2 separate regions of the Xenopus tropicalis genome follow, and region 1 is linked to region 2. Evidence: chromatin contacts called from public Hi-C data. All regions are on one chromosome and are shown on one strand. Each heading gives the region's core, a stretch centred on a gene start, on an enhancer-like site or on the middle of the called end of the contact. The rest is flanking DNA. Distances are from core to core; before and after follow the strand shown. Region 1 has its middle 17 kb from the start of mycl. Region 2 holds the start of cap1 (cyclase associated actin cytoskeleton regulatory protein 1).

Evidence for each region. A called contact is a pair of places that touch in the nucleus more often than the background predicts.
Region 1: a Hi-C map of liver shows a contact between it and region 2, with 3 times the contacts expected there. The contact joins the enhancer-like site here to the promoter of cap1 in region 2. A contact is called at or near these places in 5 of 5 Hi-C or Micro-C datasets (brain, gastrula embryo, liver and 2 more).

Annotation. Positions count from the first base shown.
Region 1 is chr2:90,877,861-90,881,465 of UCB_Xtro_10.0, reverse strand. No RefSeq gene overlaps it. Among named protein-coding and RNA genes, the nearest start is that of mycl, 17 kb to the left of the region's middle. Within about 2 kb of position 2,070, at least 2 of the 11 cell types and tissues checked have an H3K27ac peak or open chromatin away from gene starts, as enhancers often do. A contact at or near this core is called in liver, where this site is marked.
Region 2 is chr2:90,834,465-90,837,993 of UCB_Xtro_10.0, reverse strand. It overlaps cap1 (cyclase associated actin cytoskeleton regulatory protein 1), which reads left to right and starts at 1,526. Exons shown (of 13, transcript NM_001001239.2): 1 at 1,526-1,594.

The sequences.
Region 1 (3,605 bases), core at 821-3,320, 43 kb before region 2:
AACATTTTTAATATAAAATTGGATCATACTGGTTGCATAGAAATCTATTGGCACATGATGAGAGTAGTGCCTTCATAGAGAAGAGCAGAAATGCGAATCCTTCTACAACGAAGTTCATTGGATCATGTTTCATAATCATAAGTTTTCATTATGTAGTGATAATTATTTATGATGAGAATGCATCTTCATTGTTTCTTTGTATTTACCAGCGGCATAAAAGTGCAACTGCAGAATGAAAAAAAATGCCAGCATGCAATCCCAGCTGAAAAAAAAGCATTAATGATCTCTGGAGCATTGCCTGAAGATGCTAAGTTATGATCTCTAGAGAGTAATAATAGATACATTATCATATGGCAACAGCCAAGAACAATGATCTCTACGGCATTTTTAGTAAAAGTGAAAAAAGGAAAACCCAGTGGAAGCCATTCATTACTCAATACGGCCTTCAAGAAAAAAAGCTAATGCAAGTTATTAAAGCTGTGCTGCCATATTTTCTTAATATGTGCATTCATGCCAACTTGCCATACATTTGCAGCAGTGTTGTGAACAACAACAGAATTACAATGGTTTATGTTTGGTGCTCTGCATACCTCGCACTGTGCACCTCTCAAAAGATTAAAAGACTAATTTTAGATTTAAAATGATTAAAGGGGAACTGCTTCTATTCTAAAAACCCAACATTTGTATTGCAATTCCAATAAACATTGGTGCTGTGAGTTGTTGACAGATTTCATCTGCTTTACGGCTAAAGGTCCCCATATACGGTAAGATCCGCTCGCTTGGCGAGATCGCCAAGCGAGCGGATCTTCCCCCGATATCCCCACCTACGGGTGAGCGATATTGGGGAGCCTGGAGTAAAAAAAAAAATAATCCGATCGTTTGGCCCTGGGGCCAAACGACCGGATTATGTAGGCGGCAATGGGGCAGTCGGTTCGGGGACCGCATCAACGAGCCGATGCGGCCCCCGATCCAACTGAATCTTTTAACCTGGCCGATCGATATCTGGCCAATTTCAGGCCAGATATCGGTCGGCCAGCCTGCTCGTTTCTGCCCCTACATGGGCAGATAAGCTGCCGAGTCGGTCCAAGGGACCGATATCGGCAGCTTCTATCGGCCCGTGTATGGGGGCCTTAAGGCTAATGTCAGACCAGGCATATGGTGTATATTTTCGGCAAGCTGAAAATTGCTTGCTGAAAATACTGCCCTACACCTCCTTCCTGTGCCTACACCCGAATGAATGAAATATGCTCGGGTGCAGGCACATGTAGCCGATATTCGCAGAAAAACGTGACAGAATGCAAAGTCTTGCGTTTTAATGCGTATTCGGCTACATGTGCCTGCACCCGGGCATATTCCATTCATTCACCTCCTACAGACAGAGTGAAATGGGCCTTTTAGAACACAAAAAAAGAATCTTTTTGGGATTAAACCACTGGCTACAGCTTTTTTATAGGGTGGAATATTTGCTGACATCAGGCTTTTACTTTATGATAATGAGCACGTTTTTAATTGAAATTAATTGCCTGTTTGACACAGCAAGTCTAATTTATTAAACCTGTGCTGCATGCAAAATATTGGCACAGCTGGCCATGTTTTCTACCCTTAATGCTTTGTTTTTACCCAGCATTGCACCATTATTGAAAAATTAACTCCAGTTTGATAGTTGCAAGTTGCAAGATAGATAGATGCAAGTTGCATCAATGATGACAATTCAACTGGCACAAGCAGGAATCAGGGCAATGTCCTAAAACTGATCATGCTACATAAACATGGTCATTAGGTTAATGTCACTCATTGTATCTTTTCTGCCAGCACAAAAATGCAAAGAGACCTCCAGTGGCTCTGAAGGCGGGGGTTGGTTTAATGCCATTGTAGTCAATAGCTTTAGGCGATTGTGGTCATGGGTGCTAGCAGTGTTTATCGTTAAGGGAGATACGGATACCCCACATAGGATCTATTTGCCTATCAAACAGAAAAAGCTTTGCCAGGTGAGATAAAGTTATATAAGCAATGTAGGACAGCAGTAAGCAAATTCAGGAGCAAACACAAACTTAGGCAAGTCAGGTTAAGTGCAACTACTCAACATTCCATGAAGCTTAGCATGTATTTCAGCATAGTTCAGAACTTGCCACATGGCATTACTAGGCAGGGGAAGCTGGTATGTAAAATAGCTTTAAGTAGGAAAATTAAGTAATGTCATTCCCCCTGGCTCCCCCCCCCCCCCCCATCATGGGCTGGATTTAGATAATGTGGTAATATGTGAAGGCGTGGCCGTAATCTCACAGGACAAAGGCAAAAGTATGTATAAGAGAGATGCTCAACCTGCCACCCTTCAGCTGTTGTTGAATTACAACTTCCAGCATCCCCCTTACAGCAATTGTTTTTACCTAATTTTGGCCTGACCATAATTCTCCAGAGAGGTCCTTTGGCAGTCAGTTTGAACAGACAGTCATGCAATAGTTTTGGATCACACTGATTCTGGATGCATCATCTAGTCTGCTGATGTTTCCTAAAAGAGAGGTCATCAAATATGCCAGTATCAGTATATATAAGTGGCCAAATGTAACTCTTTGCTTCCCTTGAAATTGAGACTTTATTTACTGAAAAAGAGCATCAGGGCAGATTTGCAATATACATGTATGTCATCATATATAGCCCCATATACTCTGCAAGTTGTGAACCATTGATACAAATGCGTCAGTGTTAAGTTCTGTCACCCTGCACAGGTGATCACCCCCAAGGGACAAGTATTCTGGGAAACATTACTGTGTTGCTAATTTACTCTCATTTCCAGAAGTACATGTAGAGACACAGCTTACAAGGCATACAAGAACCTAAAGACGCATGATTTTCACAAATAAAGTATTTCTAATCTCCCACAGTTTATTCTCAAGATCTACATGATAGGTCTCAGCAGTGGAGAATTCTGGGAACTGTAGTTTAGCAGCAACTGGATGGTCTCAAATTGGAGATCCTGTACTGTACCATTTGTCTTTCCCAATGGCCTTTTGGTATGAAGGGATAAGAACAGAAGGTTAAGTTGGTATTTTCTAAATGGGACAAATGGAACAGCAATTTAGGTCTATTAAAAAGTCAAACCAATGAACTCATAATGCTAACTAGTTTTTTTTTCTCCATCAAATATAATATGACCTCATGTCAGAATGATACGTTTGAATTATACAATGACAAATATTAGCTTTGGAATAAAAAATGCAGTGTTACCAGTATTTCCAGGGCAGACATGTATTTTCAAGAAAATCATTTCTGCATTTTTTTGTCATTAAAAAAAAAGTAGTCACACCACCGCGGCGCATGCATAATACTGTAACTAGTTTGTGTGAATGTTTAAATTTGACATCAAAAGGGCTGTGAACAAGGTATGTAGCAAATCTTCGCAGTATTGATGTGATGTGGCTATCGAAATGCCATCACAAAATATGGCAGAAGATTTGAAGAACAGGCAAATTTTATTCTCTGAGAATATATTTGCTGATATTTCTGGTGACTTTTCCTGTCACCCTTAATTGATCTATCTAGGAAAGCACTGAATTCTTATTATTATCATCTGCATTTTTATATTTGATCAAAATTTCCCTAAATTC
Region 2 (3,529 bases), core at 277-2,776:
TAGCGCAGAGACACATGGGGCAATTAGTCTTTTTAAAAAGTTGTGGCGACCAATTAGCGCGTCCAAACCAAGCATGATTAGTCACAGCGGCTTGCACATTAATCTATGGCAGTTAAATCAGCAATTAGACGCCTAGTTTTTTAGGGCTCTGGCACACGAGGAGATTAGTCGCCCGCGACAAAACTCCCTGTTCGCGGGCGACTAATCTCCCCGAGTTGCCTTCACCTGCCATCCCACCGACGAAAATGTAAGTTGCCGGTGGGATGGCACACGCGGCGGCGCGACTTCGTGCAAATCGACGAAGTTGCCTCGCGAGGCTTTTTCGGTGATTTGCGCGAAATCGCGCCGCCACGTGTGCCATCCCACCAGCGAAAATATAATATATATTTTTGCCGGTGGGATGGCAGGTGAAGGCAACTCGGGGGAGATTAGTCGCCCGCAAACAGGGAGTTTTGTCGTGGGCGACTAATCTCCCCGTGTGCCAGAGCCCTTATAAGTCGCAGTAACTAATCGCTTTAGGGCAGTGGCACATAAAGAGATTAGTAAGCCACGATAAATCCTTGTAACCGTGGCTGATTAATCCCCCTAATGCCATCCCACTGGCTTCAGTTTAATTTCTGGAAACCGAAGTGCCGCGTATGCCATCTCACTGGCAATTTACATTCTTGCCAGAGGGATGGCATTTAAAGGAGATTAGTCGCCCAAAATAGCGAAGATTTATCGCAGGCGACTAATCTCCACGTGTGCCACTGTCCTTATGTGTCTTCACTAGGGTTGTCCGTGTACTGGAAAATAAACTGGCCTTTCTGTATTTTTATTTCTTCTCTACTAATAACATTAACATACAGAGGCGCTGTTACCATGAGGCGAGTTGAGAAACTCCCCTCATGCGGCAGCGCCCCCAAAGTTACAAAATGCCCTAAACACTCTTAGTATGGCATTCGCCCAAAGTATTGGAGTTCTGCTTGCATATGAAAAATCGCGCGATTTCTTTGATCTCAGTAGGTACTACCACCCGCCCAGTTTGATGTGCTGTCAGTCACCGCTTAACCCCAGCCCCTCCTCGCATCATGTTCGCTCTGTGACCATCTTTGGTAACAGATTGAAGAAACAGATACACACGTTGGTGGTTCGTTCTTGTCACATGACCGGAACAATAAAAGCGTTCCATGAAAATAAAGGGCAATTGTCATTTGCAATGCAGAATACTGGTTTCCGCCAAATAGAATGGCAGAAATAACCCTATCAGACGCAGGCAGGATAAAAAATTACATCGGGTATGGGTTTATCGCACCCCAGTTATATCAACTGTACATTATTGCCAGGACTAAATGTGGACTCAAGGATATGACTGCGTTCAATTTACAGCGAATCGCACACTGGGCTCCTCCTCCAAGATAGAAAGCCCCTCCTTCTTATTATCACACGGAAGTAGCTTGGAAGGAGGCACAGTGGGAAGTGGCTGCCGGAAGTGGGGCAGTTCTAGAGACTGAGAATCGGTGGAGGTGAGTAGGGCGGGGCAGGGGGAACCGGTACCTTATGTAGAGTAGACAGCAAGGTGTTGTGGGCACATTGTGTGTGTAAAACCTGTATGGTAAGTGCTGGCTAGGTAATGTATAACTGTTATATACATTTTTTTATTTTTATGTAGTTTTACTGTATTAGTATCTTCCGGCGCAGCTTTCAGCTTGACTTGAAGCTAATATACACTAATATAATTATTGTAGGTATTGCATTCTCAGTGACTGACACTTTTAGGCTCTTTAGCCTGCTCTGATGCTTGGGAAAAGTAGTTCAGTTTCAGCACTGCCCTAACTGGAACTAGTTACAGAGCCCTTGGCACAATCATGTTGCTGCCCCCCTAACCTATGGGCATAAGACTTTTATATTGGTACATTGTAACTGCTTATCAGCCAGTGCTCCACTGCCTCCCAACCCTTTTGAGTAATAACTAGGCCATTGGCTGCCAGTTGCCAAACATTCTTACAGATGTTGTACCTTGTTTTGTTGCCTCTGTGCAGCTTGAAAAACGTCCAAACTGTATGCCTGATTTACATGTATGAAGCTGCAACTCACACATGTGTCTCTTTATTCTTAGTGTAGGATTCACATTATAATGGACTGGGTAAACTGTGACATTGAAATGAGTTAGAAATATGTCTTGCAACAATGTTGCTTCTTTTGCAACAGTTTTGCTTCTTTCCAGTTATTTGCCTTCAATGAGGCATTTTGGCAGCAGCTTGCACTTCTGTCATTATTATATTTGTTCAGGGTTTTTCTCTGGCTGAATATTTTTAAAATCTCTTGGCCATGTCTTTTATTCATACATTTGCAAAGTATACAGCACTTTATACTGAGTACAGGGGAATGCTTTCTTAGTTTAAAGCCGTAATTTATTCATAGCTTCAAAATGAGGAAATGCAGTTGTTTTGTAAGAATTTGCTCCCTTGCTAAATCAGGCTGCATAAGCACTATTCATTAGCAGTATCTCTGTTCAAATGTTAATTATGTGTTACCTACAATGTATCTTAGACTTTTTAAAAATTGTGGGTCAGTAACTTGTGTTTTAGGATCCAGTCAGGTGTGAAATCTATGAAAAGGTGACCATGATCAGATAAAAAAATAGTGTCATTATTTACATTTTTCACCCAGAGGACTGAGTGTTAATATTACTTTTTTGAGATATGTTTCTTGGTGATACTCCAAATGGTATTAATGCTAACAGAGTTTACTTAATTGTAAGTAATTGATTATAACAGAAGGGCTTGCTGTAAACCTTTGTACATCTTGGTGAATCATCCCTGTACCTGAATACGGATAACATTGATAATGCTGGAAAGGTTAACATGTGGTTTTTGGATCCAATAAGTTGAAATACGGGTGAGGCACATTCTTGTTGAACACAACTGATGCTTGCTACAGATTTTGTTGTGTGGTCTTTGTTGATAACTTCTGTATGAAAGGTATGTTCAGGGTTTTGCTCAGACATGTTGAAGTCGTTCGTACAGGAGCCCTGTAGATGTAAAAGCAGTTATTTTTAAGCTAAAGGTTGTGACCTGCTGCATCCCTTTGTATAGGTTGTCCTAGTAATACTCCATTAAAGACTAGTCCCACCGGAAGTAAAACTATAGCCATAAATATGCTGTAAATGATATCCAGAGCTTAGTGATGTCATTGGTCATAATCAGTTCTTAGCAATATAATTTGTCACATGATTCACTGAACTTTGTTTATTATAATAAATAATGTTTTCCCTGTTGTACCCCATGTTTCTTTACAGTAATGGTCTTTATAGCAGCCTACACTTCTGCAGAAGAAAATGATTATATATATATATATATATATATATATATAATATATAGTTATAGAATTGTTGTATTTAATTATATAATTCTGCAACAACACACAGTTTTGGCAAGTTCATAATACATTTAAGGATTTTCTGTTTCTTTCATATTACTGGTCTCATTGATTATCATTGGATTAAAGTCTACACACTTGTAATAAAAGTTGGTAAATTTTGTTATTT